Linked DNA regions of Mus musculus: all the other regions are linked to region 1. A link is a contact called in public Hi-C and promoter capture Hi-C data. All regions are on one chromosome and are shown on one strand. The core of a region is the stretch at or near the end of the contact, and the rest is flanking DNA. Distances in the headings are between cores, read along the strand shown. Region 1 holds the start of Cebpg (CCAAT/enhancer binding protein (C/EBP), gamma). Region 2 holds the start of Pdcd2l (programmed cell death 2-like). Region 3 overlaps Garre1 (granule associated Rac and RHOG effector 1). Region 4 holds the start of E130304I02Rik (RIKEN cDNA E130304I02 gene). Region 5 holds the start of Gpi1 (glucose-6-phosphate isomerase 1). Region 6 holds the start of Uba2 (ubiquitin-like modifier activating enzyme 2). Region 7 holds the start of Garre1 (granule associated Rac and RHOG effector 1).

Region 1 (3,689 bases), core at 208-2,707:
AAACCCGCCTCATCTTTTAAGCCTTCTCTGACACATTAGATCAGGTCTGGTCCCCTTCTTACAATATCTCCTAGCATCTTGGACTTCTTTCCTTAAGTGTCTATGAAAATGGGGCTTGAATCATGTCTCTGTAGTTCTCAGAGTAAGCTCCCTGTGGGCAGGGACAGTGTGTTTGTCTTCTTCCATTGCTGACTCTTAGTCCACACTTTAGCACATACCGTTCTTGTAATCAGGAAAAGAATTACAGGATATCAGCTAAAGAGGAAATCTCAAGACTCCTGGGCATTGACTGCTGGCTGTGGAAGGCTTGCCTAGACACAACACAGAATGCAGCTGGCAGAGCGGCTGGCAAAAAAGAGGCTAACTCAATATACATATGACATGCAAGGATGTTTTTATTTTCGATAGTTTTTATATGACTAGAAAACATTAGGGGTAAAATCGTGGTCTTTGTGAGAAACAAAGCACGGTTCACCTTTCATAGTGCTAAGTCTTGGGAAAAAAATGGCTCTTAACACAGCGATCCAAACCTAAAGAAACATACTGACTGGTTTTGAGACATTAGCTCCCCAAGTGTGCATGGGGTTATCAGGGGTCATTCTCTGTGGTTGACTTTTTTTTTTTCAGGTATTTTCATCTCTCAGGGATTCCTCGAAGTCTTATGTGGAGAGCTGCTCTCCTGGCCTTGGCGATGAAGAAACATTTCCCTTCTGAAAGCCAGAGAGTTTTGAATGATAAGCATTGCTAAAGAGGAAGCAATCAAACCTTTCGGGCAGGCTCTGCCTTCCACCCAGCGCTGCTTCCTGTTTTTCAAAACACAAAAACAAAAAGCAACACAAAACAAAACAAAACAACAAAAAAACCCGCTTTTTGATTCTCTTGTGAACTGTTCCCGGGAGACCCAGGCTGGACCACTTGTCACTTTTAAGAGAGCACCTCATATCCATCATCTGCTCTCCGGAGGTGAGCACACTTTGGAAATCGTGATTTGTTCGGCAGCCACAGTCTGCTGTTGTCAAGCGTCTGACAAGTGCTAACCCTAGCACTGGACAGTTTTTCCTTAACGTGCTTTTATCAAAATAAATGTGCAGATGCCTCAGGGCCGTGAGGCCTAAACAAACAAAAAACCCACCCTAACTCAAAAATCCACCTGAGGAAATGTCTTTTCCCTAAGGCAGGTGAGGCCCTCGTAACTCTGATAGAACTTTGCTTGCCATGGGTCACTCCCAAGGCTCAGGGCCACCGCCTGCCACCACCGACAGCCTAAGGGGGAAACCACCGAGCGCGCCTCCAGCCAGCGCCGGTGCTGCCACGCCCACCACGCCCGTTCCGCCGCGCGCCCGCCTCTCGCCGGCACACGGCCTGTGATTGGCTGGTGGAGCTGCCCATCTCTAGAGGCGAGCGCGTCGTTCTCCAAGCAGCGCTTCTATTGGTCACGGCGGCGGCGGCAGCGCGCGGACCCGAAGAGGCGGGGAAAACCGGTGGCCGCGGTGGCGGAACGGGCGGAGGTTGCCGGTTTCGTAACCGTCGCTCCTCCTCGCCGACTCGCGGGCTGCGAGGCCTGGGTCGGGTCGGGTCGGGCCGCGCCGCGCGGGGCCGCTCGGAGTGGAGGCCGTCTGGGGGCGGGCGGGCCGGCCGGAGGCGCAGGTAAGGAGGCCGCGGGTTGTAGCTCGGAGGGGTTGGGGGAGGAGGCCGCGGCCGAGCCCGCCGCTCGCGTAGGCGCCGACCCGGCCGGAGGAGACCCGGCCCTGCCCGATTCGGCAGGTTGGCCCGGAAGGCTCCTGGCGGCTTGGCGGCGCGGGCGGGGGCCCGGAGCGGCGTCTGATGCAACCTGCGGGCAACACCCGGCGGGGCTGAGCTCATCCCTGGCCACGGCCCAGCGCCGCCGCGCTTGGCGCCGACCCCCGCGCTCCCCCGGGCGCCCCCTCACCACAGTCGGGGAAGGGATGGAGTACCAGGTGGTCCCTCCAGAACCTGCCCCTCGGCGACGTGCAGCGTGACAAGCCTGGCGCGCATTGGCCCCTAGGGATGGAGGGTGTTCCTAGAATAGAAGGTGGACCGAATCTTACTTTGGAGCCACCTAGGACTCTCTTCCTGTCGGCTTCCCAAACGGCTCGGTCTGGGGGGGATGGCCCGGGTCCTATTTGGAGTTAATAACCTAGTGGTCATCTAGGGAAGGCACTCGAGTTTTTACACACGTAACGTTGCAAGAGGGAGATTTCGTTTGTTTTTTTGGACGCGGTCGTGTGTCCTGCAGTTCACTGGGAGGGGGAGGACATCCTAGATGATCGCGCACCAGACGCAGAAGGTCAAGCCATGAAGCCTTTCCTTAGCTCGCCTGGAGGGAGCTCGGGAAAAGAGCCAGCGGAGGTATCCAGGTGGGGAAGTTGGGCATGCGGGTGTGAGAATTGTTTCTCTTTCCAAGTGGGCTTGTGTATTTCTGGTCTTAAGAAGGTTGGCATGCTTTGTTTTGCTCTGCTCCTTCTTGCTTTTTTGTTTGTTTCTTTGTAAACTGCATCATAAGATGTATCAAATTTAGAAAGGTTTTAACCTTTGTGGGTTGCACAACAGCTGGGTGTTGTGTCTCTTGAGTTTCCACCCACTTGAATCCTTATTTGAATATATTATCATTGAGTGCAGACCTGTCTCACAGAGGGAATTTGAAACAAAGCACCATAAGGTCTTTCTCTATTGAGAAATTGTACATAGAAGAATTCAGAGTATGGTAGGCAAGCCCCTCTACCTCTGAGCCACATTTCTAGCCTTCAAAGCGCTCTAAGGTCTGTTCATCTATGGCCACTTGAGTAGTAGTAATGATAAGCTAGCTATCCCTGTGGTCATTTCCCTGTTCCTGAAAAACTGTAAATAATGACAGGATGCTACTGAGCTGAAAAAAAGCTTGAGCCTGTTTCCTGAGTCTGATGGACATGCTTGACTGACTCAGTTATTTTTATGACCTATCAGAAACAAATAGGTGGGAACAGACCTCCTCCCTCCCCTCTCCCCAATATCCTTTAAATTCTCACAACCTGTCATGATTGTCGTCCCAGCACTGTGATCTTGGAGAGGTGCTTTCATCCCTAGTGAATTAAATACACCCTGGGAAAGTCCCTGGGAACAGTCCCTCTAGAGATCGTGGGAGACACAGGACCTGGTCAAAAGTTGCCTCAGTCACAGTAATGAGTCCTGGAGCGATTTTAGGTTTTCCTCAGAGGGGTGGGTACATAGGTTCTTACACTAGCAAGTTTGTTGGTCCTTTCCCTATTCCGTTGCCCTGCCCTGCCATTAAAGAGGGGGAAAAAACCTGAACAGGAACTCCTAATAAATATATATTTATAAACAATTTGTTTTGAATGTGCTAACTAGTACTATAAATAGGTTTAAAGGATAACATTCAAACAAGCATATGAGTATTTAAAAGATAACATCCAAGTAAGTGTATGTTTTCTTCACAACTCCAGTGGACAACTTACACTGAACTCCTTGAAGGAGTCGCCTCTCTCTTGTGGACTCTGCCTCCAACAGTCTCCAGGGATCTGGAGTTGCCAAAGAAACTCAGGGAGCAGATTGGATAAGAAAAGCACAAAGAAAAGAGAAAACAGAGACCATTTAGAATGTATTAAGTAGTGGCCTTGAGTTGAGCATAAGGGAGCAGAACTTGTAGAGAGGGTTAGGACCTTGGGTTTGAT
Region 2 (4,005 bases), core at 619-3,118, 860 kb after region 1:
GCTTGACTTGTGTCCAGCAGGTGGCACTATTGGTAAGTGGTGGAAAGTAGGTGGGGCTCAGTTGGAGAAAAATGTCTCCCTTGAGAGGGAAAGACATGACTTTGAGAGATTTGCTGCAGACTCTTCTTTCCCTGTATCCTGGCTGCTACCTTTGTGGAAATGACACAAACTAGAAGAGTGCACCGGATTCCATTACAGATGGTTGTAAGCCACCATGTGGTTGCTGGGATTTGAACTCGGGACCTTTGGCAGAGCAGTCAGTGCTTTTAACCACTGAGCCATCTTTCTAGCCCATTTCTAAAATTCTCACACTGCTATGGTTTCTCAAAGTAGTCAAACTCACATGTGCTTTCTGTTTCTGGGATTAAACACTTGTGGAGGAAAGGGTTACTTTGGCTTATAATTTCCGGTCATGATCTATTATTGAGGGAAGTCCTAGAAAGAGCCAATGAGCAACTGCTTGCTGGATTGCTCCCTGGCTCTGTGTGTGTGTGTGTGTGTGTGTGTGTGTGTGTGTGTGTGTGTGTGTGTGTGTTTAGGACACAGGATAACCTCACATGTGATTCCTCTGGTCCAGTCAGTCCTTTTTTTTTAATTTATTTTTTTATAAAGACAGTGTCTCAGTAGCCTGAAAGTTACTGATCAGGTTGGTTGATCCAGTCCCAATTTCAGGGTTTATTTGCTTTTGAGATACTCTCAAGCCAGAGCTGGGTTGAGTTTCACTATTTAGTCCAAACTATAACCAGAGTTCACCCTTACCTGGCAATACATGCTTTTCAAATGTGCTTATTTTTTTTATTTTAGTAAAACTCATCACTAAAATTTTTCTTATTTTGGTTTTTTGAGACAGGGTTTCTCTGTGCAGTCCTGGCTGTCCTGAAACTCACTCTGTAGACCAGGCTGGCCTTGGACTCAGAAATCCACCTGCCTCTGCCTCCCAAGTGCTGGGATTAAAGGCATGAGCCACCACTGCCCGGCTAAACTTTTTATTATTTACTTTAATGTGCACCATGTGTATTCCTGCTGTCCACAGACTCCAGAAAAAAGAATTGGCATTGGTTCCCCTCCTGCCTACCCTCTGCAAACTGGAGTTGTAAGCAGTTGAGTAACCTATGTACATGCTCAACATTTTTATTTTGTTTTGTTTTTCCATACAGGGTTTCTCTGTGTAACAGTCCTGGTTGTCCTGGACTTGTTTTGTAGACTGCTGGCCTCGAACACATAGAGGTTACACAACCCCGCTGTGGCATATGCTCAAATCTTCAGTCTTCATATGTATTTTAAATGTATCTGTCAAAATTAAGGACTTTGGGGGGCTGGAATGATGGCTCAGGAATTAAGAGCTCTTTCAGAGGACCCAGGTTCAATCCCACCACTCACAGGACAGTTCATAATTAACTGAAACTCCAAGAACTGACACCCTCACACAGACCTACATGCAGGCAAAACACCAATGCACATAAAATAAAAAAATAAATGATTATTTTTTAAAATGTAAGGACTTTTTGTTTGTTTTTTTCGAACAGGGTTTCTCTGTATAGCCCTGGCTGTCCTGGAACTCACTCTGTAGACCAGGATGGCCTCGAACTCAGAAATCCACCTGCCTCTGCCTCCCGAGTCCTGGGATTAAAGGCGTGCGCTACCACACCCGGCTTATTTTATTTTATTTTTGTTATGTTTCTTGTTGTCTGCCAATACCGTCATCCTGTTTCCAGTTGTCAACGTCTAGTTAAACCTCTTTGTAGATCCTATCAAGATATCAGAGATAAAACAGGTGGTCTCCGTCCAGGACCCCTTTGGGGCGGAGTCGGGGAGGAGCAGGCGGCGCGCGTGCGCAGATAACACTCTCTGTCGGCCACCGTAGCTCGCGCTGTCACGTGGGAGCCCAGTAGTTATGGCGGCCGTCAGGAAGCCTGTACTGCTGGGACTTCGAGACACGGCGGTGAAGGGCTGCCCCAAAGGGCCCTCCGCCTGGACCTCTAGCAAGCTGGGTGGCGTTCCGGTGAGTGCGGCTGCGATGTCTTGGCGGGGCCGCGTGGAGGGTGTCCGGGCGGGAGCGGCGTGGGTCCCGGGGGTCTGAGCTGCAGCCTGCTCCTCAGGACGCCCTGCCGGCCGTTACCACTCCGGGGCCGCAGTGTGGCCGCTGCGCACAGCCGCTCACGCTCGTCGTGCAGGTGTACTGCCCGCTGGACGGCTCCCCGTTCCATCGGCTTCTGTACGTGTTCGCCTGTGCTCGTCCAGGCTGCGGCAACAGCCAGACGCGCAGGTAGGCGGGGAAGTCCTGTCGTGAAGTCTGGTCCCAGGACGGGGCGGGATGGGGCGGGATGGGGCGGGCCGAGGCGGGCCGGGTGACACTCGGTGGGGCTGGATGTCCAGGGTGGAGCCCTCACTGTGTCTGTCTTGCCTCTAAGCTGGAAGGTGTTCCGTTCCCAGTGCCTGCAAGTGCCAGAGAAAGAGACTTGGAACGCGCAGGTAAAGCGATTCTGATTGGCACACTATGTTTTTCAATAATTTGAGGATCGTTTACAGCAACTTGTCTCCCCTCTCTAGCCCAAGCTGGCCTTTAACTCTCATAAATTTGTTGGCTTAAATCTTCCCTAGTCCTGTGATAACTGCTATGAATCACCACATCCTATTTAAGACAGCTAAAAAGAAGATTTATTTATTTACTGTATGTATGAGTGCTCTATCTGTATGTACACCTGCATGCCAGAAGAGGGCATCAGACTCAGTATAGATGGTTGTGATGAGGTTGTTGGGAATTGAGTTCAGGACCTCTTGAAGAGCGAGCCTTCTCTCAGTCCCTTAAGACAGTTTTTTAAAAGATTGCTTTTGGAGGCTGGAGTGATGTTTCGGTAGCTAAGATTGCTTGTTGCTCTTTCAGAGGACTCAGGATCAAATTTCAGCACTCAGGTGGCAGTTCAAAATTACCTGTAACTCCAGTTCCAGGGGTTCCAATGCTTTCTTCTGGCCTCACTGGCACCAAGCACACTGTGGTGAACAGACATACATGCAGGGAAAACACCCATATACGTGGAATAAAAGTGAATCTAGGCCAAGTGGTGGTAGCACGTGTCTTTAAGCCCAGCACTCGGGAGACAGAAGCAGGTGGATTTCTGAGTTCAAGGCCAGCCTGGTCTACAGAGTGAGCTCCAGGACAGCCAGGGCTACACAGAGAAACCCTGTCAGGAAAACAATTGTTTAAGTGTGTGCTTCACACGTGTGTGTCAGAGCCTTTGAGGCTGGAGTTACAGGTGTTTTGAGAGCTGCTTAATGTAGGTGCTGAGCCATCTCCCTGCCCCTAATACCAAACTTTTAAACATGCTTCTTTGCTGCCGTGGAATGAACTTTAGTCTTTCAGAATCATCAAATGCTATTCCCTCAGTTTTCTGGCTTTTTCTTAAGATTTTACTTTTTTTTTTTTAAGTTTATTTATTATTACAAATAAGTACACTGTAGGTGTCTTCAGATGCCCCTGAAGAGGATGTTGGATCTCATTATGGGTGGCTGTGATCCACCATGTAGTTGCTGGGATTTGAACTCAGGACCTTCTGAAGAGCAGTCATTTCTCTTACCTGCTGAGCCATCTCGCCAGCCCCCAAGATTTTACTTTCCAGTTTACATATATGCATGTGACCATCAGTGCAGGTGTCTGTGGAGATAGTGGATCTCCTGGGCTGCCTGATATGGGTGATGGGAATTGAACCTAGTCCTCTGGAAGAGCAGCCAGTACTCTTAAATACCAAGTCAAGTATAATAGTTTATACGAGAGACATGTAGTTTACTGATTTTCTCATTTGAATAAATATAGGTAAGTGTGTGTGTGTGTGTATATATATATGTGTATATATATATATATTCATGTATGTGCATGGCACACAAGGTTGTGTGAAGTAGAAAAATGCTTTTTTGTTTATTTGTTTTTTGTTTTTTAAGCTAAGACATTTAAATCTTTACTAGCTAAATTGATAGCCTCAGGGGGAAAGTCCAGCAAGGGCTTGTGGG
Region 3 (3,935 bases), core at 1,116-3,615, 790 kb after region 1:
ACTTAAAAAGATTTGCCTGCTTCTGCCTCTCAAGTGCTGGAATTATCTGTAATGCTGTGTGTGTGTGTGTGTGTGTGTGTGTGTGTGTGTGTGTAAGAGAGACAGAGAGAGAGACAGAGACAGTCAGAGATAGACTAACAGAGGCAGAGATGGGGGTGGGGAGGAAGGGAGAAGAGAATCAAAGATGCCCTCCAGGGTTTCTTTCTGTACCTGGGTCTCTTCCTAATACTGCTGTTACTAAGAACAGAAGGAAGAGATGCCTAGAATAATAGGTCTGGGATACTTGTTAAGGTGTGGTTTTCAGTAGATAGGTGAACACACTTTGAGAGAGGAGAGCTGAGGTCCACAGCAACAGAATATGGGAACTATGGGTTAATAGATGGTATTTAAAACTAGAAAACAGGATGCAGCAAGTGAGTGGTGCTGCAGCAAGCCTTAGAGTACTCCAGCATGTAGAGGTCAGAAGATGACTGGGAAGCAGCCAGGGAGTCTGAAACTGGATCAGCTGAAAAGCCAGGAGAGATTTAAGCCAGTACAGTATCTTGGATGTTGGATGTCAGACAAAGGAAATCAGTCAAGGCAGAGGTGGAGGCTCACCCTCTCCGCATTGCTGAGATAGGCTAGGCTTTTCTGACCTATCCAAGACTCACCAGAGAATCACTAGTTAGAAACTGTGGGGACGAGGGTGGAGGGGTCGTTAGTGTTTCTGATGGATGGGGGTGGGAGCTCTGAGTCTCAGTGAGGCAGCTCCTGAAGCACTGATTCAAGTTATGGTGTTTTGTTTTTTTATGTTGTTGAACCCAGCCTGGCTTCAAACTCATGCATTTGAATGATTCTCTTTCCTCAGCCTCCTGAAAAGCTGAGCCTACAGGTGTTTGCCATGCCTAGTTTTGAAGCATTCTTAAGGGCAATGACAACTTTTTAACAAAAATATACTTAGTTCAACAACAACAACAAAAATTCCTAAATTTTAGTGGGCTTGTAGGCCATACGATGTGTGGTGACTTGGATATATTTTCAATTTCTACCCCATAGAAACATACAATATAAATTTGGTTATGGAGAAAATTTACATCTGAAGTGGGGAAAGAGTTTAAGAACAGATATTGTCTTTGATTTACCATAATTAATGTGAATTTAGATACTTACCTTTTGTAGCCTTTCCCTGGATAATCTTTTTTTTTTTAAGTTGTATTAAGATTTTTTGCAATGAAGCTGAAACATGACTTCTTGTGAGGTTGGAGAGATGGCTCTGAGGTTAAGAGCAACCATTGTTCTTGAGGAGGACTTGAGTTTGGCTTCCCTGCATCCACGTTGGGTGCCTTACAACCATCTGTATGTAACTCTAGCTATAAGGGATTGTTTGGACTCTATGGGTACCTATACTTCTATGGACACACAACATATGCATATAGTTTTTTAAAAATCTTGAAAAAATGGCTAGGTGTACTAGAACAAACCTTTAATCCCAGAGTTTGAGAAAGCAGAGGCAAACTGATCTCTTTATGTCTGAATATGAGGCCAGCCAGGGCTACATTGTGAGACCTTGTCTCAAAAATAAGAACAAGATAGATTTCTTACATATTTAGCACATATAACATGGCAGTAAATTAGATTCAGGACCCTATGCATGCAAAAACAGGTGCTGTACTATTGACTCATAATAATTTATTTTGGGAAATGAACAACAAAACAACATATAATAACATCTAGATTTTACTAAAATACCCAAAGTATTTTATTTATTTATTCAGGAATAGTTAGTACTGTTTATTTTTTAGCAGAATCCCTACCCCTCCAAGCCCTGTCCAGTTAAAAGTGAAGATGTATCACCGTCAAAGGCTTTGCATGTCATGGTGCTTAGCCCATGTGGCAGGCAGGAGCTCAGAAACCACCTCTGCTGTTTTTACTGGCAATATAGCAGCTTGTCCAGGTCAGAATGTTCTTTTGTCTGAACATGTGGTGTTGTAGGCATATGCTGACTTTATTACATTTTCTGGTTGTTCCACCTTATGTATAGCTTGGCTTTTCTCTGTGATTGAAAATTCTGGCTGCAAAAAGATTTGTAGATTTTTTTTGTTAATCAAGGAACCACACCCCTGGGATGGAAATCTGAGTCTTGCGTGATCAACAAGCATTCTCCCACAGTACAGCACCAGCTTGTCAGTGTTTGCATGCTATTTTCAGTAAGCTTGGTTTTTTTTTTCCCCATTTTTAACCTGTAGTGCAGTTTTCATAAGTACTTTCCATAGTCTTCAAGTAGTCTGTGTTCTCTGTTTCTCCTGAGACACATTTAGATGGCAGTATCAAGGTCTGGTCTGTGGGTTGGGTCATTGTGTAATGACTCTGGAATTACCATATAGACAATAAGCTGTATTCAAAACAAGGTTGTGAACACTGAAAATGAAATGGAATGCGTAAGGTATATAAGTACTGGAGAGAGGGAAATGATGGAATGGCTTTGGAATTTCAATTGGAAGCAGCCAGTCTGGCAACTTGCTTTCACTCTAGAGACTTTTTGTCTGGTCAGACATAAGGTACAGAATGGCTTAGTTTTTGCAGGGATCTAAGAAAGATGAATTGTTGAATGGAGTTGAGCAGAGCAGTGAACTTTTGGGTTCTTCCATCTGTGTTAATATGGAAAAAAAGTAAGCTGTTTTGGGAGATGAGGTTGACCTAGGCATCCACAGTTCCATTCACAAGCAGGTAGAAAGTGCTGTAGGAAGGAATGGCTGTAACAAAATTTCAGAACATAGAGGTTGACCCTCAACAACTATGATGGTACAGAAAGGATGTCTTAGTTCTCAAACAGGATGGACTTAAATTAGAACCCTTTGTAATCTGCTTAAGCTATAAAACTTACTGAGAAGAAAGAGGGTGTGGTGGCCCCAGGCCTATAAACTCAGTACAAGGTCACCCTTGTACTAGTGAGGCTACACTAGTGAGGCCAGTCCAGATGAGTTGTTGCCTCAAGAAACATACAAGAGGTGTAGAGAGATGGCTGCTTTTGGAGAAGACCTGAGTTCAGTTCCCAGCACCTACATGGCAGTTCATACTTTTTGTAATTCCAGTTCCAAACCCTCTTCTGGCCTTTTCAGGCACTAGGCATACACTGGGGTATAGATATATGTGTAGACAAACACACAGATAAAAATAAAATATTAACAGCAACATTAAACAACCAAACAGGTACACCAAGAAGAGAGGGACTCTGGTTATACCCATGTCTACAGTGTGGTAGATACTGTGCATACAGTATAAGAGAATAAGAAGGTTCATGTGCGCAACTGTTCTGCTTTGAGACCTAGTCTCACTCTGTAATCCACGTAGATTTTGAGTTTGTGGATCTCATGTCTCAGCCTCCTGAGTGCTAGGATTACAGGCATATACCATGGCACCAGGCTTGTGATATACCCGTCTTGGCCATCAGGAATTTCCAGTAAGCAGGGTTCTGTTTCAGTAGCTCCCTAACGATTATCTGCTTCCAGAATGTCTTCTCTTTAGTACCTACCCACTGTTGTTTTTATATCCTGGATCTTGTCACAGGCAGACAGGGCAACCTGGTGGTCAGAAATGTCTTTTAGAGTGAGACAGACATTCCTCACTTAAACCTACTTGACATTAAGCAAATTTATCTTTTTAAGCCTGTTTTGTCATATGTAAAATGGGTTACTTTACCATGTGTGTGGCTCCTGGCATGGGTTAAGGTGGTGGCTGTTGGTAGAGCTTCAGTGCTATTTTATACTTAAGTACCTGGCCTTGACTGTTCCACTCACCCATTCTCCAGCTTATCCAATCTGTTCTGCAGCCTTACATGCCCTGAGTCTGTGAGCTGAGAGAGCTGTCTGTGACCCTGGGACACATTCTTCCAAACCTGTGTGAGGACAGTCCCCAAGAACTGGCCCATCCCTGAGTCAAGGAGGGTGAGGTCTATT
Region 4 (3,566 bases), core at 826-3,325, 750 kb before region 1:
CTTCTGCAAGAGCAGAATCCACTCTTAACCATTCAGTCATCTCTGTAACCCCCCAGCTGGTAAACTTTTATCCAGAGACACAGCAAATAAGATGGCTGCCGTACCTAAACCATTACTTTTTCGTATGTATTTTGACGACTCAAAACCCAACCTGCTTGAAGTGGGTTCTAAATATACCAGGAAACATCCAAAAGGTATCTCACCTAACAAGGCCAGCCTGGCGCTATCACTACGATCCTCCCTAAAGTCCTTCCTCTGGCCACGCCCACCCATTGAATCCAGACCCAAGCTCGTGGCTCTGCCATTCCTGCTAGCCCCTACCTGCCGGCTTATTCTTGGGTTGAAAGCTGGGTGAGATTGCTTCTCTCAGTTTGTATTCATGGTATTAGCACAGGACCCAACAGGGTTTGTTACAGCAGAGCAGATACTTCACGGAAACAGATCCAAACGACAAACATGACGGCTCGCTCGGAGTTATTACCGCAAGCTCACCAAGTCAGACCTTACAACTCCTGAAAAATCTTTCAAGGACCGCAAGAAGGTTCAGTTGGTAAAAGAACTTTCTATCAAAGCTGCAACCCGAGTTCAACCCTTGGGACCTACACGGGAGAAAAAGTGAACCAACTCCAGAAAATTGTCCTCTGTCTTCCACACACGAATCAATAAATGCTTTTTTAAATTTTAAACATAAAAAAAAAAAAGAAAGTATTTTTGACCCAGAGCCAGCACTGCCTCTCATCAGACATACGGTTAGGACCTCTACATTTTTCAGCATACGATGCCTGAAAAAAATAATAGCTCCAATTAGAGCCTGGTATGGTGGAGACACATCTACTCTCCCAAGCTACCCTGGAGGGCTGAGGCAGGAGGTTCACAACTTCAAATGTCTGCCTGGGCTAACTACATAAGGAATTAGAAGCCAGGATGAGTTGTTTCAGGAAACTCAATAGCTCAGTGGAAGAGCATTTATCTAGGAGGTATGTGGTTCAATGGGTAAAGGTACTCGCTGCCAAGTCTGAAGGTTTGAGTTCAATATCAGAACCCATACCATGGAAGGAAAGAACAGACTCCTGAAAATTCTCCTCTGACCACAAGTCTCCACAAATAACAATAAATAAATACGTAGATAATATTTTGTGTGTGTGAATGGCTTACTTATCTGTATACCTGAGCACCATGTGTGTGTCTGGAGTCTGTGGAGGTCAGAAGAAGGCCAGAGCTTCTGAGTCCCTGGAAGTGGAGTTACACATGGTTGTGAGCCACTGTATGAGTGCTGGAAACCAAACCTGTGTCCTCTATAAGAGCAACCACGGAGCCATCGCTCCAACCCTCGCTCCAGCCATCACTCCAGCCATCGCTCCAGCCCTCGATAAACTTTAAAAAAAAAAAAAAAAAAAAAAGTCCAGCCAGATTCACAAGCACAAGGATGTAAAGAACGATGGGGTAAATGAGGGGATGAAGAATGCCCCAGCAGGTTGAGGCCACAGTGGATATCAACTGAGTTCTAGACCAACACCAGCTCTGACAGGACCTGGATGGCCACAGCATCTGCCCAGAGCCTTAAGGCCCTTTCTGCCAGAGGGCGTGGTCTGTGGTGGCTCCACCCCACCACAGCCCCGCCCACGCCGCGCGCCTCCAGGCTCACCTGACCGGCTCGCCGCTCACGTGATCTGTCTCGGCGCCGCCATCTTGGAGCCACGGCCGAGGAAGGGGCAAAAAGGGGGAAAGAGAGGGAAAGGAGTCGGGAGCGAGGCGGACGAGGGCGAGGGTACGGTGGGGTCCCGGCCGGCCAAAGGAGGCTCGCAGGAGCAGCAGCCCGCCGCCCGACCGCAGGTACCGCGCCCCGGGCCGCCCCTCCGCTTGAGCGCCGCCGGCCATGTGCGGCCTCGCTGGTGACGCCCGCTTCCTCCTCGCCGGTGACGCCCGCGGCACTGCCACGCACCCGAGCCTGAGCTCCAGGGCCCTGTGTGTACTGTCGTCCCTCTGTCGGGCCTGTGGAGACCCCGGGCCCGCCGTGCCGCTGGGGGTGGGGGTCCCGTTGCTCCCCAGGTCCCGCTGAAGCGCCTTTGCCTTCTGGAGACGTGAAAGCGCTTAGGCCAGCCAGGATGGAGCTTAAGTTTCTTTAATCCCCCGTCCTTTAAGCACTGCGTGGTGTAGGAAATGCCAGCGCAAACGAAAAATAGCAATCGTGGCCTCCCACACGTACACATCCTCTGGGATTGACTGATCTTTCCAGAGATCGCTGAGACCATTGGTGAAAGTGCCCACCTTTCCAGACCTGGGGCATCCCGATCGTTGTTTGGAGTCCGAGGCCTGGGTGATTAATTAGGTCCAGGCAGCCACCCCCACCAAAGGTTGCTGACAGTGGACAGGAATTTGCTTTCAGTCTACATGGCCCAAGGCAATTACTGGATTTACCCCCTTTTCTGTCTGAGTTTGTACTTTCTACTCTACTGGTCTGATTCTGTGTATGGATTGCTATATTGATTAAAAAGAGAAAGTTTGACCCTTCATTCCTTTACCATGGTAACTCTGGAAACTCGGAGGATGCCCTAGCGGTGTACTAATTTTACTTAACTGTAATCGCTAAGTTACTTTCTAAGGGAACCGAATAAGCCTACTTTAAAGCAACAATAGGAAAACAGTAGCCAAAAAAAAAAAGGAGGACCAGGGCAGGAAACTGCTTTGGAGAATATATAGGTCAAGCCACGTTGTCGCATCTTTTCATGGTACTCTTCTGCCCACTGTGTTTGACTAATTTACATAATCACCCCTTAGGCTGTAATTTCGGTTAAAGTTAGAATAGCAATATGTCATTTATTATTCCATATTGGTTAGAAAATTATGTCAGTAAAAGCAGTAGTTTGCTGAGTGAATTACTTACATGGAGGGGGAGGTTTAAAATATACAATTGTTAGAAGTTTTCCAGGCTGATTTGTTTTAGCTTCTGCAAAATCCTCTACTTGTTAAGTAAATTATGTAAATTTGCCTCACACAATTACATTGCATGAACAGCTTTCCGAAATTTCTTTTCAATGTTAAGTATTGGAAGTTTCTTCACTGCCGAAATAAGTTACTGTGTTTCGCCCGCCAATGGAGAGACGTGTTTGATGGTGTTTATTTCCTTCTTGGCCACAGCTGGATTGTGAATATCGATCCAGGAGACTATCTGTTTCAGAAATTGATTGGAAAGACACTGGCTCTGCCACTAACAGCCATGTAACCTTGGGTAAGTCACTTACATCTCACTGAGATGCCTTATTTATAAACCGCCACCACTGTGACTGGACCCACAGAACTCTGAGCAAACGAAGCTGTTTGCTGCTGCCTAGCATCCATCCGGTGCTGTTACTTGATCATGCTCACCTTGAGCATGGAAAGGGAAATCGGTATACTAGGGAAAGCGTGGTTTGAGTTCTGAAGCCAGGCACTGTTTCACGTCTGTGAGCCTCAGAGGTGTTCCTTGACACTTTGTGTCCAAAGAAGGGCTTGGCCACCAGGAATTACAGGAATATTACAGGAAATGGACGCAGGCCTAATTCTGGGTTTGCAGCTCCAGGACAGGT
Region 5 (3,912 bases), core at 471-2,970, 830 kb after region 1:
TTCCATGGGCTCTGGAGAGTAAACGTGTCCGTATCCTCGCATGCTTCTGAGGCAAATGCTTTACAAAATTCTCAGTTCCTGTGTTTTGGGTTTTTTTTAGACGTGATGGCTTCAGATTCCTATGTTGCTGACCCTGGCCTTGAACTCTCGATCTTCCTGCCTTTCCTCCCTTCATGCTGGGATTATAGTGCCACCCCAGTGCCTGCCACCCCAGTGCTAGATGTCCAGCACTGTTTGGGAAGCTTAGCAAGTATCAAGACTTACACATATTTCCCGCAGTCCCCCGCAAACACTTCACCTCACCTACTCGTCCTCATTTGAAGTCTCCCTTGTCCCTCGGACTTGTGGATAAGAATCCAGTTTTTCTAGGAAGTTGGATCCTAAAGTGCATATCTTGCCCTTTCTCTCTAGGCGATTATGGATCCCTCACTCATTCCATCCTCTATGTCCGTCTCCTCCTGCTTGACTGAAGCTCCCTCCCTCAGGACCTGCTTTAGCTCACTGAGCTAACTGATCCATTAGGCAGTGTGTCAGATAAAGTCCCTGCTCCATGTGGACTTGTTCAGTGGCTCCTCATCTCTAAACAGAAATCAAAATTCTCACAATGATTTGTAAGCCACTGGGTGAATTCCCTTCTCTAATGTCACCTCTATGACTTCTTCCCCTAATCTGCTCCACTCCAGCCACATGTGTCTTCTGTTTGTGGGACATCTATGGGTGCTGTTTGTGGGACATCTATGGGTGCTCTTGTCTCAGACTTTGCAGTGTCTTTTCCCTTTGACTGAACACTTTCCTTCCAGGTAGCCAACTGGCTCATTTCTTCCCCTTCATGCTTTTACTCAAATATAATAAAGAGTGAATTTTTTTTTCTTAACCATTTAGTTAAAGGAAATGCTTATTTCCAACCTGCCTTTAAATATATATACATATAATTTCATTTTTATTGTGTGGTGGATATTTTATTAATTATGTGTGGGAGTGGACATACAATTTTTATTATGTGTGTGGGGTGGGTATATAATTTTAGCATTAATTATGTGTGGGGTGGGTATGAGCATAAGGATGCAAGTGCCATTGGTATTCCCATTGGTTGCAGCGGGAGTTACAGGCAGTTATGAGTACTGGGAACCCAATTCAGGTCCTCTGCAAGGGAACTATGTGTTCTTAACCACAGTTTCATCTCTGGGGCTTCATCCAGTTTGCCTCTTCTCAGGAGCACTTGCCAGCTCTGAAATCCCATAAATTCTATTTACTTATTTGGCTTACGTACCCACAACACTTGCTTTAGTACCTCTAACCAGGAAGGCATTCCATAAAGTTCTGCTAAATTGGGCTCAGCCGGTAAGAGCACTCAACTACTCTTCCGAAGGTCCTGAGTTCAAATCCCAGCAAACACATCCGTAAGGAGATCCGACTCCTTCTTCTGGAGTGTCTGAAGACAGCTAGAGTGTACTTACATATAGTAAATAAATTCTTTAAAAAAAAAAAGTTCTGCTGAATTGAATACATGAATGAATGAAAGAAGCAAGCGGATCTGGCACGAGAAACTCCGCCTCTGCCCTTCAAGTCACTTCCGAACAGAAGCCAGCCAAGGTTCATCGCAAGTGGCCACACTTGTGTTACAGAGAGGCCAGCAGAGGCCCCCAGATCTACAGCTGCCGGCAAGGTCGCCTAGCGGACGCGGAGGACAGAGGTGGGGCGGGGCCGGAGGCGGGGCGGGGTCGGACGCCTGCGCCATAAAGCCCGCTGCGCGCACTGGTACCGACTTGCCGCGCGCCGCCGCTCCTCTTTCCTTCCTCTTCCGAGCACGTCCTGCTCCGTGTACCTCTCGGGTCCCTCGCCATGGCTGCGCTCACCCGGAACCCGCAGTTCCAGAAGCTCCTGGAGTGGCACCGCGCGAACTCTGCCAACCTCAAGCTGCGCGAACTTTTTGAGGCGGATCCGGAGCGCTTCAACAACTTCAGGTGCACGCACGGGGTCGGGGCTCCCGTGACCCCCCCCCCCCCAGCAGCCCTGCAGGGCCCAGGCCGGGGCCGCACTTTGTCCTTGATGCCTCCTTGGAGTGGGTTTTGGGACCCGCGTGCTAGCCAGAGGGCCGAGGCTGCTTAGTCATTAGGAGGAATCGGCTCCTCCTTGGGGATCCCTTCGCCCCCGCCTCTCAGTCTCAGCCATTTGAGTAGGGATTTCTAACCACCCATGAGGAGGAGCAGCCGCTGCTGGCTCGACAGGCACGAGAGAGCTGTCCCCTCCCACCTGCTCCTAGTGGGCTTTGGTCAGACAGGGTGGGTAAGGCTGAGATTTCCTGGGAGCCACGGTGTAAAAATAGAGCGGCGGAGGCAGGATGCAGAGGCCAGAGAGACTTGTGAGCGACTGCGAAATAGAAGGGAGGGTGGAAGAAATCGTACATGTGATGCATCTTCGTGCCTTGTCACTGATGCCAGGAGGCGAGGGACCTGGGATGACCACCTGTGGTTCCTCACTGGACGTCCCTGATACCTCTCCCTGGGTGTTTCCTTGTAAGTTTGAGATGTGGAGCTTGAAGGGGGAAGTTCTGCCCAGGATCTGTCTACATCTTCTTTCTGTGGCGTGGCTTCCTACACTACTTAACACTGCTACAGGTCAGCCTTTGTGGCCAGGCACTGCCGCTGGGGTGTGACCAGCAGCGTCTCCATCTTTCTGCAGCTTGAACCTCAACACCAACCATGGGCATATTCTGGTGGACTACTCCAAGAACCTTGTGAACAAGGAGGTGATGCAGATGCTGGTGGAGCTGGTAATGTTCTGACTGGGGAGTTGTGATCTCTGGGTTGGGTTGTGGGTGGGGGCTGCGCTTTGTTTTGGGTTCTAGGTCCCGGTGTGGAGTTGGTATCCCAGGGATCTCCAGGCCCCCTGCTGATTGAGCAGACTCTTTGAAGATGCTGGAAAAGGAATCTGTCTATGAAGAACATCTGTCAGCCTCAAGGGGGGGGGGGAGTGGGGGGGGAGGGGGGCTGGACTTGTGATAGGTGATGAGGATGGGGGATGGGATACAAGACCTCAGCAGTGGCTTCTCTCCCTAGGCCAAGTCCAGAGGCGTGGAGGCTGCACGGGACAACATGTTCAGTGGTTCCAAGATCAACTACACCGAGGTAAGCAGTTACACCCGCCGCCCCCCCCCCCTCTTCCTCCTCTTTGCCGACCGTTATCAGCATCGCCCTGTGTCTTCACCCTTGCTCTTAAGCAATGCTTTTGCCTCACGAAGGTGCTAAAGGCTTTTCTTTGGGGGCAAGAGAGGTTGCAGAGCTTTGGGGTGTGATTTCTCTGAGACTGGCAGCCTGGACTTGGCAATCAAATTGGCACAGTTCCTGGTGTCCAGGGAGGGGCACAACCCAAGCCTGAAGGGAGGGATTTGCTTAAGGCTGGCTGAGACATGGCTGAGACATTTTCTTGGACAACTTCAACCTTGATACTCTGATGGATCCTTGCTACAGGTTGTTCTAGTGACAAGAAAAATCATGTCACCAAAGCCCTTAGTTTCTTTGACAGTGGAATGAATAAGAGGTGAGAGTATGACAGCGGTTGGGAAACCCTGGCCCTGACTTGGTGGGGAAGCCTGCAGGCATAGGAGACACTCTGCACTGAGAATTCTCAGTGTTGATATTTTTTTCCTTTTAATTATGAGTGTGTGGGTGTGTGTACATAAGTACAGGTGCCTACAGAGCTGTCAGATTCTCCCGGAACTTCAGTTAGAGATGGTTGGGAGCCACCCAGTGTGTGTACTGGGAATCCAACCCCGGCTTTTTAGAAGAGTATTTTGGTTGGTTGGTTGGCTTTTGAGACAGGGTTTCTCTGTGTAGCCCTGACCAGGCTGGCCTCGAACTCATAAGAGAGCCTCTTGCCTCTGCCTCCCGAGTGCTGGGACTAAAGGCGTGT
Region 6 (3,723 bases), core at 672-3,171, 890 kb after region 1:
TGGGTAAGAACACTGACCGCTCTTCTGAAGGTCCTGAGTTCAAATCCCAGCAACCACATGGCGGCTCACAACCACCTGTAATGAGATCTGATGCCATCTCCTGGTGTGTCTGAAGACAGCTACAGTGTACTTATTTATAATAATAAATAAATTTCTGGGCTGGAGCAAGCAGGGATGGAGCGAGCAGGGCTGACAAGAGTGAGCAGAGGTCCTAAATTCAATTCCCCAAAACCAGTTGAAGGCTCACAATTATCTGTACAGCTACAGTATATACACATACATAAAGTAAATAAATAAATCTTAAAACAAAACAAAACAAAACAAAACTGTTGGGCGGTGGTGGTGCATGCCTTTAATCCCAGCACTTGGGAGGCAGAGACAGGCGGATTTCTGAGTTTGAGGCCAGCCTGGTCTACAAAGTGAGTTCCAGGACAGCCAGGACTATACAGAGAAACCCTGTCTCGATGAAAACAAACAAACAAACAAAACCCTAGGTGGAAAGTGATAGAGTATGATACCCAGAATTCTCCTCTAGCCTGCAGCTGCCAGTGGCCATGGGTTACTGGGTTCCTGAAAGGAAAGCTGGGGATGGATGGGAAGGATGACTAGAGAAATAACAAGCCAAGGCAAAGTTCTCTGAACAAGGCTCAATATAGTCTTAAATTTAAAGGGGGGAGACCCATCCCCCACTTTGTCAGGATCACCTCAGGAAAGCAAGCTCAGCTGTTCTGCAGGTAGCTTCTTGCAGGAAGCTGCAGATGTGGCAGACAAAAGACTTCACCTAGGTCAGAAGACTCCACCCTGGGTGGGCTAGCCTACTGTGGCAGAAACCGGTCTGATTCAGCCAGCTCAAGGCTGGGGGGAAGGGCACACTAGCCTCCACATGTAGTGTGTGTACATGTGGCAGACACACAGGAAACAGTCTCATAACTGATGCTGACTGTACCGGAGTCAGCGTGAATCAGAGAACTTCTTTACAGTCAGTTCCAAGACAGAAAAGTAGAGGAAAATTAGTGTTTCTGTGACCTGATTTCCATCTGAGGCATTCTAGCTCCATGGCTTATCCTCAGAGTGTTACCAGCCATGAATGATTGACAAACAATGGTCAACAGAAGCAAGAGCGTTAGCAGTCATGAGTGGTTGACAAAAGCCACAGTATATTTCATCAATTTGGTGGGTGCAAAAATAATAGCAGTTTTTGCATTGCTGAAAATTTTAATATTGGAATATAGTTGTAAGGTTTATTGTTATTTTTTGTTATGTGTATGAGAATGTATTTGTGAGGATGTAAGCAGTATGTGTGTCTGTTTTCCTGCTGAGGCCAGAAGAGTGTGTTAGATCCCTAGTAGGTGGAGTTACAGGTAGTGTTGAGCTGCCTAATATGAATGCTGACAGCTGAACTCAGGTCCTCTGCAGTAGCAGTATGTGCGCTTAACCTCTGGGCCATCGGTCCAGCTCATGGAGTATATTGATAAATGTGGCTATGTTGTATGTCGTTTAATATGTGTTTCCTGCTTTTTTTTCTTTCTTTCTTTTGTTTTTTCGAGACAGGGTTTCTTCTCTGTGTAGCCCTGGCTGTCCTGGAACTCACTCTGTAGACCATGCTGGCCTCGAACTCAGAAATCCTCCTCGTGTGCCACCACTTCCCGGCCGGGTCATAGCTTTTTTAACCTTTAAATAAAGAGCTTTTGTTGGGAATTCAAACCGAGGTCTTTAGAAGGTGACCCTAGGCATCTCAGGCTGAGAGCTGGTTTGTGTTCCTCTGGAATTGTGTGAGAAGTAATCCCAGGACTCAGGGTGTCGCCTGAGCCCATCCCGGGGCGGGATGGCGGCCGCACTGCGCAGGAGCGGAAGCTGCGCTGCCCTTCCCCCACCGACTTCCGGCTGCCGCTCTGGTTCTCCCGCCTCCGACTGTGAGGCGGCTCGTAGACGTCCCGCCATGGCACTGTCGCGGGGGTTGCCCCGGGAGCTGGCCGAGGCGGTGTCCGGCGGCCGGGTGCTGGTGGTTGGCGCGGGTGGGATCGGCTGTGAGCTGCTCAAGAACCTGGTGCTCACTGGCTTCTCCCACATCGACCTGGTGAGGCCCGGGCTCCGGGTGAATGGCGGTCTGCCTGCGGGGCCCGGTTCCGGGCGGGAGTCAGGGCGGCGCGGCCCGAGAGGCCTGGGGTTAGGATCACCGTGCGGGAAGCGGGTTGGTGGGACGCGGGACTCCGGCTCTCCGGACCTCCTGTTCGCGGCCCTCGGCTCCCTGGGCCTGCGCGCGCCGCCTCCCGAGGCAGTTTCCCCAGTTACACTGGGATGCAAGAAGAGACCCTGTAGATGCTGTGACTTTAATTCAAATATTCTCCAACTTAAAATAACGATCCCGCGGCCGAGCGGTTTGCAGCCACCAGCCACAGCACGCCGGGCGTGCACACGTGCATTCATTCCCGAGTCTGCCACCGGCCCTCAGGTTGCAAGTGCTGTCTGCATCCCGTTTTATTTTTAACAGATGAGGAAAGTGAGACGCTATGAGGTTGAGTAACTTACCCTGGGGGCACGCCGTAAGTGGCTGGTTAGACTCCTTGGGGCTCGCGCTCCTCTGGTCTGGGCATCGTGCAGATCCGTGTTTATGTCATTATAGATACTCCCTGGGGTTTGCAGGATTGGGTGACAGACTGTAATCCGTGCATCGAGAGACTGTAGAACTGGAAGTTTGAGGTCCGCTTGGGCTACGTAGCAACATCTTACCCAAGAAATTAAAAAAAAATTTTTTTTTTTGGTTGTCAGGATTCTTAAGTTTTGCGTTAGCGTAATGTGCAATGACAGGAAACCCCTGTAATTTGTGAATGTGTTGGAGATATTATATGAACCTTGGATGTGAATTGAAGATGCCTTAAGGTTTAACAGAAACACGGGATGAAATTGCAGGTGTCAGGGTTTCAGCTGAGGCAGAATTGGAGGGAAACATTCTTCATTGGTCAGGCTTCACACCCAGTTTTGGTCCATAGAAAATAGTATAATCCATAATATGCTAGTGACGCTTGATGCTATTTTAAGAGTAGATTTTTCAATAGACAGGAGTGAATTGAAAAAGTAAATGCTTGTTCTCTGTTTTAATTTTCTTTGGTTAAATTTTTATAGTGAACTTTGAAGTACAAATGAATATTTCAATGATTATGTTCCATAATTTTCCCATACTACTCTAAACTTTAGAATGTTTGATGATGAGAACATTTTGTTGCTTATGTAAGTTTGTTGAAATAGAATGTAAATGATGTTAATTCTTTTCCCCTTTAAAGTAGCAATTAGATTAAAATTTAATTTTACTTTAAACTTTTTCCTTTATTTTACGTGTATGGGCCATTTGCCTGCATTGTGTCTGTGCCTGGTGCCCCCAGAGGCCAGAAGGGGGCGTTGGATCCCTGGAGCTGGTGTTAGCAATGGCTGTGACTCACCATGTTGAGCCTGAAAATTGAACCCCTGGTCCTATGCAAGAGCAGCCAGCACTCTTAACTGTTTAGCCATCTACGACGGCTCCTAGACTAGATTTTACTTTACTTATTTATTTTACCATACATAGGGCATTTTCTTCAACAGCCCTCAAGTAATCCTGAGTGAATGTGTAGATAAGGAATTAACGTGAGTGTGGTGGCTTACATCTTTAATTCCAGCACTAGGAGGCAGAGGCAGACTGACCTCTGTATTCTGTATGTTCCAGGCCAGCCTGGTCTACAAAGAGAG
Region 7 (3,908 bases), core at 381-2,880, 740 kb after region 1:
ACTACTACCACCTTTTTTTTTTTTTGGACAGGGTTTCTTCTCTGTATAGCCCTGACTGTCCTGGAACTCACTCTGTAGACCAGGCTGGCCTGAGACAGAGACTCAGACAACCACCGTTTTTTTTTTTTTTTTAGATTTATTTATTTATTTATTATATGTAAGTACACTGTAGGTGTCTTCAGACACTCCAGAAGAGGGCATCAGATCTCATTACGGGTGGTTGTGAGCCACCATGTGGTTGCTGGGATTTGAACTTAGGACCTTTGGAAGAGCAGTCGGGTGCTCTTACCCACTGAGCCATCTCACCAGCCCCACAACCACCCTTTTTTAACTTTTCTTTATTTCTCTGTAATAAATTTGCCTTCATTTCAGTTACTCCTCTAAGTGTTTATGTCTTTCATCTTTATCACTGTGAGAACGTCAACTTTGTAGCCCCTGACCTGGGTGGACCTTTAATGATCACTGAGTCTCTAGCACCCTAGGATCTGGGGCCAAGCACAACCCAGTCCTGAAAGATTTTGTTGTTTTCAAATACTGCATCAAAATCTACATCCATACTTTCCCCTAATGCTGAGGGTGAACCCAATGCCTGTCCTGTGCTAAGTAAGTGCTTTACCACTAAACTGGATTTCAGCCTGATACAACCATTCCTGCCTCCGGGTTTCAGACCTCGAGTCTGGGCAATCCTGACAGCTTCCCAAGTACTGCCAAATAAGCCCTTGTTTAAAACAGGGAGTTTGGAATGTTCTTAGATAAATCCTATCTTCTCTAGTTTTCTGACAATGAAACATTTGATAATTATTCACCTTTTGTGTGTGTGTGGTTTTTTTTTTTTTTTTTTTTTTTGAGACAGGTTCTATGTAGCCTTGGCTAGCCCTGGATTTGCTATGTAGACCAGGCAGGGTTCAAATTCATAGAAATCTGCCTGCTTCTGTCTTCTGAGTGACTGGGACTTAAAGGTATGCACCACCACTCCCAGCCTAAAACATGTGTCTTAACCTCCCAAACTCTCATTGCAAAACCCTGGGGCTGTAATATGTGCCCCTGACAAGTTGAGTAGTACTCTATCTCCGAGCTACGATCTCGGGTCCCTTTCGCCTATTTGTGTTTTGCTGTGTGCTGTCATGTAGTCCTCCTCAGGTTTTGTTTTAAAATTCCTTTTTTTTTTTTTTTTTTTTCCTTTTTCTTTTAGGGATCTTAGCTCTTGATCTAACCCGGAGGGTAATTATCTGGACATCCACTTCCATTGGGTCGGGGTACTCTCTCCTTCTCTCTTCTACTTTCCCCTCCTACCATCTGCCACAAATGGCACTACATCATTACAGTGATTTGTGACAGTAGTATTCTGTTGGCACCGCTCACGAAGCAATCCCTGAGGGTGCTAGTACTATCCCGCTCCTACATCGTCTGTCAGGTGTGATGTCTAGCGATCAATGGTTCTATCATTAATTTCAATGATAAATACGCGAGGACGCAACCGAGCCCCTCAGCAGGGTTCCGACTAGGTCTGGAAACAGGGAGGGAACGCAGAGCTTCGCCGCCGCCCATCCAGCACGAGGGGAGGGTGGGCTCCGGCCGGGGAAACCGCAGCGACCGCCTGGGGCGGGGGCGGGGCCGCCCGCCGACGTCACTTCCGGTGTACACAGCCGGTCCGGGCGGTGCGCCGGAGCCGGGGCGCTTCGCAGGTGAGGTACGGTCGCCAGCGGGCTCGGGTCGGCGGGGACTGGCTAGGGGTAGCGGGCGGCGGGTCGCAAGGGCGACTGGCATCGAGGCGAGCTCGCGGGGTGCCGCTTCCCTCGGCGCCGTCCCTCGCCCGCCTGCTGTGGAGGACGCCGGGCTCGGCGGGCGCTGGCCGGGCGGACGGAAGCCCGGAGGGGCCTCTCGGCGCGCGCCCGGGACGAGACCCTGAGGGGCGCGTTGGCGCTGAAGGACGCGGCTGCCTTGGGCCGCCGCGGGGGATCCGCTCCCGGAAGCTCGGGGCGCCGTGCGCCCGGGGCTGGCGGCCTGTGGGCGACCTGGGTCCACGGGCACAGGCGGGCGCCGCTGCCCTCAGGCCGCCCCGCGGCTCCCCGGCCGGCCGCGCGCCCCTTCCTGGCTCCCTCTGAGCCCGTGGGCGCGGCGGGGGTCAGAGGAGGGCCGAGGCTGGGCTAGGACTGAGGAAGGACCCACACCCGTCGGGCGAGCGCCGGGGTCAGGGGTGTGTCTTCCTGCTCCTCGTGGAGCAGGGGAAAAAGAGCATGCCTGTTTGGCATGATAAGAATTTTGTTTATACTTTAACCAAAATTGCCTGGGAAACGATCAGCCTGGGGAGCCCCCAGTTTGAAAATAGATTGTCCTTGCCCTTCCCCACCCGTTGCCATTATGAAAGCGATTCATTCTTCTGTCCTTGTAAAAAACACTCGCCACTGTATACAAAGTGTCAGGAGGGAAAATGACCACGGCGACTCGGTGACAACCGCTCCTAACATTTTGGTGACATCAGTAAGTGCAGATATATATACTGTCACTCTTAGAGGTTTTGTAGTAGAACATCGAGTACCATAATTTATCCAAACTCTAATGAATATTTGATTGTCCCTGTCACAAGAAAAAACACTTGTGGCAAAAAGGATTTATTTGATTATTGTCTTCGGCTAAATTTACAAATGGGGGTCAAAGGTAACATTCCGTTTTTCTCCTTGTGGATATGCTTGGAAACCTCAAACGCACTGTTGTAGAAAATTACATCTGTGTTTGCTTCTCATAATTGCTTTAACATTTTTAACCTTTTTTAAAAAATTTGTTTATTTACTCATACTTATTTTGAACAGACCCCCACGGTGTAGACCAGATTGGCCTTAAGCTCACAGAGATCTCTCTGCTTCAGTTTCTCAAGTGCTAGAATTAAAGACACAGGCCAAGAGGCCTTGCCTTTGTATTTGTTTTTATTTTTAAGACATATTTCCCAAGTGGCAGTATAGTCATCCAGGTAACCATTGTTGTCTTATTATCTTATTTTAGGCTTAAAGTTCTAAGAATGTATTTGTAAAAGACTACTTGCGAGCTTGATTCGGTGTGCGTTTGGAGGTTTTTATGTGCCTTGAAAATAGTAAGTTTTTCCTTGTAATCTTTAAAAAGATCATTTCTTTTACAAGTTCAGAGAATACTTTCTTTATATTTGATATTTATGTGTGTGATACATATACATATAAGATATACATATTAAACAAGGTTTTATTGCTGTTTTATTTGCTTTCTTGCTGACAAGATCACAGACTCCATATGAAGAGTGCAAGTTTGTTGTGGCAACTTTTCAGTCTGGCATTTGAGATTCTAATCTTCCTCTATTTTTGCACACGAATACGTAGGTTAGCATTGGAGACCAAGATAGAAAAGTTCTCAGATTCCCTTGGCAAGCCTAGATTTTTTTCAATCTAAAATTATCTCTGGATTTTTGGAAGACCGCATGCTTTAAGCATCCTTTAAAAAAAAAAACAAATACAAAATACTTTGCTAAATAATTTTTCTGTTGAGAACTTGAAGCCTACTATAGCAGGAGCTGTGCGTCTCCTAGGTCTTCTGCATTCCAGGGAAGTCACTAGCAGGCTCCAACATCCCATGGGTTTTGTGTGTCCACTCTGTCCCTTTCCTGTGAGACTTTCTCCTCAGTGGAAAAAAATGACCTTCCTAGATGGACAAAGAATGTTGGTTAGAATAAGGAATTGCTTTGTTTGGAGTAAGAAGAACCCATTGCTGGGTTCTCTCAGTATTAATTCAGAAAGAACCTGAAGTGTAGAGTTGTGCTCTAAACGTTTTCTCTACAGATATTGTTCAGTGAGGCCCCCGAGTTGGTTGATCTAGTGGTCACTGCTTGCTTTTTTCTGTTTTCTTTTCACTTTGTGTAGTTGTTTTTCCTCTTTGTCATTCTT

The links. Promoter capture Hi-C pulls out the DNA fragments that hold promoters and counts their contacts. Hi-C and Micro-C count contacts between places; a contact is called where the count stands out from the background. Capture Hi-C pulls out chosen DNA fragments and counts their contacts.
Region 2: a contact with region 1 is called in a promoter capture Hi-C map of erythroid cells, with 13 times the contacts expected there. The contact joins the promoter of Pdcd2l here to the promoter of Cebpg in region 1. A contact is called at or near these places in 1 of 39 promoter capture datasets (erythroid cells), 2 of 115 datasets of contacts at active chromatin or transcription factors (bone marrow-derived macrophages and memory CD8 T cells) and 1 of 9 other capture datasets (adipose tissue).
Region 3: a promoter capture Hi-C map of hippocampal neurons shows a contact between it and region 1, with 3 times the contacts expected there. The contact joins the enhancer-like site here to the promoter of Cebpg in region 1. A contact is called at or near these places in 3 of 39 promoter capture datasets (cranial neural crest, hippocampal neurons and liver) and 2 of 9 other capture datasets (adipose tissue and macrophages).
Region 4: a promoter capture Hi-C map of pre-B cells shows a contact between it and region 1, with 3 times the contacts expected there. The contact joins the promoter of E130304I02Rik here to the promoter of Cebpg in region 1.
Region 5: a contact with region 1 is called in a Hi-C map of erythroblasts, with 4 times the contacts expected there. The contact joins the promoter of Gpi1 here to the promoter of Cebpg in region 1. A contact is called at or near these places in 10 of 39 promoter capture datasets (the C10 cell line, the HPC-7 cell line, cranial neural crest and 6 more), 1 of 484 Hi-C or Micro-C datasets (erythroblasts), 2 of 115 datasets of contacts at active chromatin or transcription factors (bone marrow-derived macrophages and pancreatic cancer cells) and 3 of 9 other capture datasets (adipose tissue, liver and pancreatic islet).
Region 6: a Hi-C map of regulatory T cells shows a contact between it and region 1, with 6 times the contacts expected there. The contact joins the promoter of Uba2 here to the promoter of Cebpg in region 1. A contact is called at or near these places in 1 of 39 promoter capture datasets (pre-B cells), 2 of 484 Hi-C or Micro-C datasets (CD4 T cells and regulatory T cells) and 2 of 9 other capture datasets (adipose tissue and pancreatic islet).
Region 7: a contact with region 1 is called in a promoter capture Hi-C map of adipose tissue, with 2.6 times the contacts expected there. The contact joins the promoter of Garre1 here to the promoter of Cebpg in region 1. A contact is called at or near these places in 5 of 39 promoter capture datasets (the 3T3-L1 cell line, the C10 cell line, cranial neural crest and 2 more), 1 of 484 Hi-C or Micro-C datasets (CD4 T cells), 2 of 115 datasets of contacts at active chromatin or transcription factors (large pre-B cells and pancreatic cancer cells) and 2 of 9 other capture datasets (adipose tissue and liver).

Annotation. Positions count from the first base shown.
Region 1 is chr7:35,054,334-35,058,022 of GRCm38.p6, reverse strand. Cebpg (CCAAT/enhancer binding protein (C/EBP), gamma) reads left to right here and starts at 1,457. Exons shown (of 2, transcript NM_009884.3): 1 at 1,457-1,647. It overlaps Gm45095 (serine/arginine repetitive matrix protein 1-like), which reads right to left and starts at 2,540. Exons shown (of 2, transcript XM_030243153.1): 1 at 1,931-2,540; 2 at 378-1,831. The coding sequence starts at 2,016. The coding sequence ends at 1,264.
Region 2 is chr7:34,194,533-34,198,537 of GRCm38.p6, reverse strand. It overlaps Pdcd2l (programmed cell death 2-like), which reads left to right and starts at 1,868. Exons shown (of 7, transcript NM_026549.4): 1 at 1,868-2,002; 2 at 2,100-2,266; 3 at 2,412-2,472. The coding sequence starts at 1,895.
Region 3 is chr7:34,267,146-34,271,080 of GRCm38.p6, reverse strand. All of the region lies in intron 2 of Garre1 (granule associated Rac and RHOG effector 1), which reads left to right. Among named protein-coding and RNA genes, the nearest start is that of Gm12758, 35 kb to the right of the region's middle. RefSeq lists an enhancer at 1,288-3,935. Within about 2 kb of position 2,365, at least 53 of the 459 cell types and tissues checked have an H3K27ac peak or open chromatin away from gene starts, as enhancers often do.
Region 4 is chr7:35,801,101-35,804,666 of GRCm38.p6, reverse strand. E130304I02Rik (RIKEN cDNA E130304I02 gene) reads right to left here and starts at 2,075. Exons shown (of 3, transcript NR_033567.1): 1 at 1,646-2,075. It overlaps Zfp507 (zinc finger protein 507), which reads left to right and starts at 1,678. Exons shown (of 7, transcript NM_177739.3): 1 at 1,678-1,833; 2 at 3,139-3,229.
Region 5 is chr7:34,228,144-34,232,055 of GRCm38.p6, reverse strand. Gpi1 (glucose-6-phosphate isomerase 1) reads left to right here and starts at 1,720. Exons shown (of 18, transcript NM_008155.4): 1 at 1,720-1,964; 2 at 2,683-2,773; 3 at 3,060-3,128. The coding sequence starts at 1,843. Gm12762 (a long non-coding RNA gene) reads left to right here. Exons shown (of 2, transcript XR_881947.3): 2 at 1-874.
Region 6 is chr7:34,166,727-34,170,449 of GRCm38.p6, reverse strand. Uba2 (ubiquitin-like modifier activating enzyme 2) reads left to right here and starts at 1,921. Exons shown (of 17, transcript NM_016682.2): 1 at 1,921-2,077. The coding sequence starts at 1,940.
Region 7 is chr7:34,311,269-34,315,176 of GRCm38.p6, reverse strand. Garre1 (granule associated Rac and RHOG effector 1) reads left to right here and starts at 1,630. Exons shown (of 14, transcript NM_172741.3): 1 at 1,630-1,685.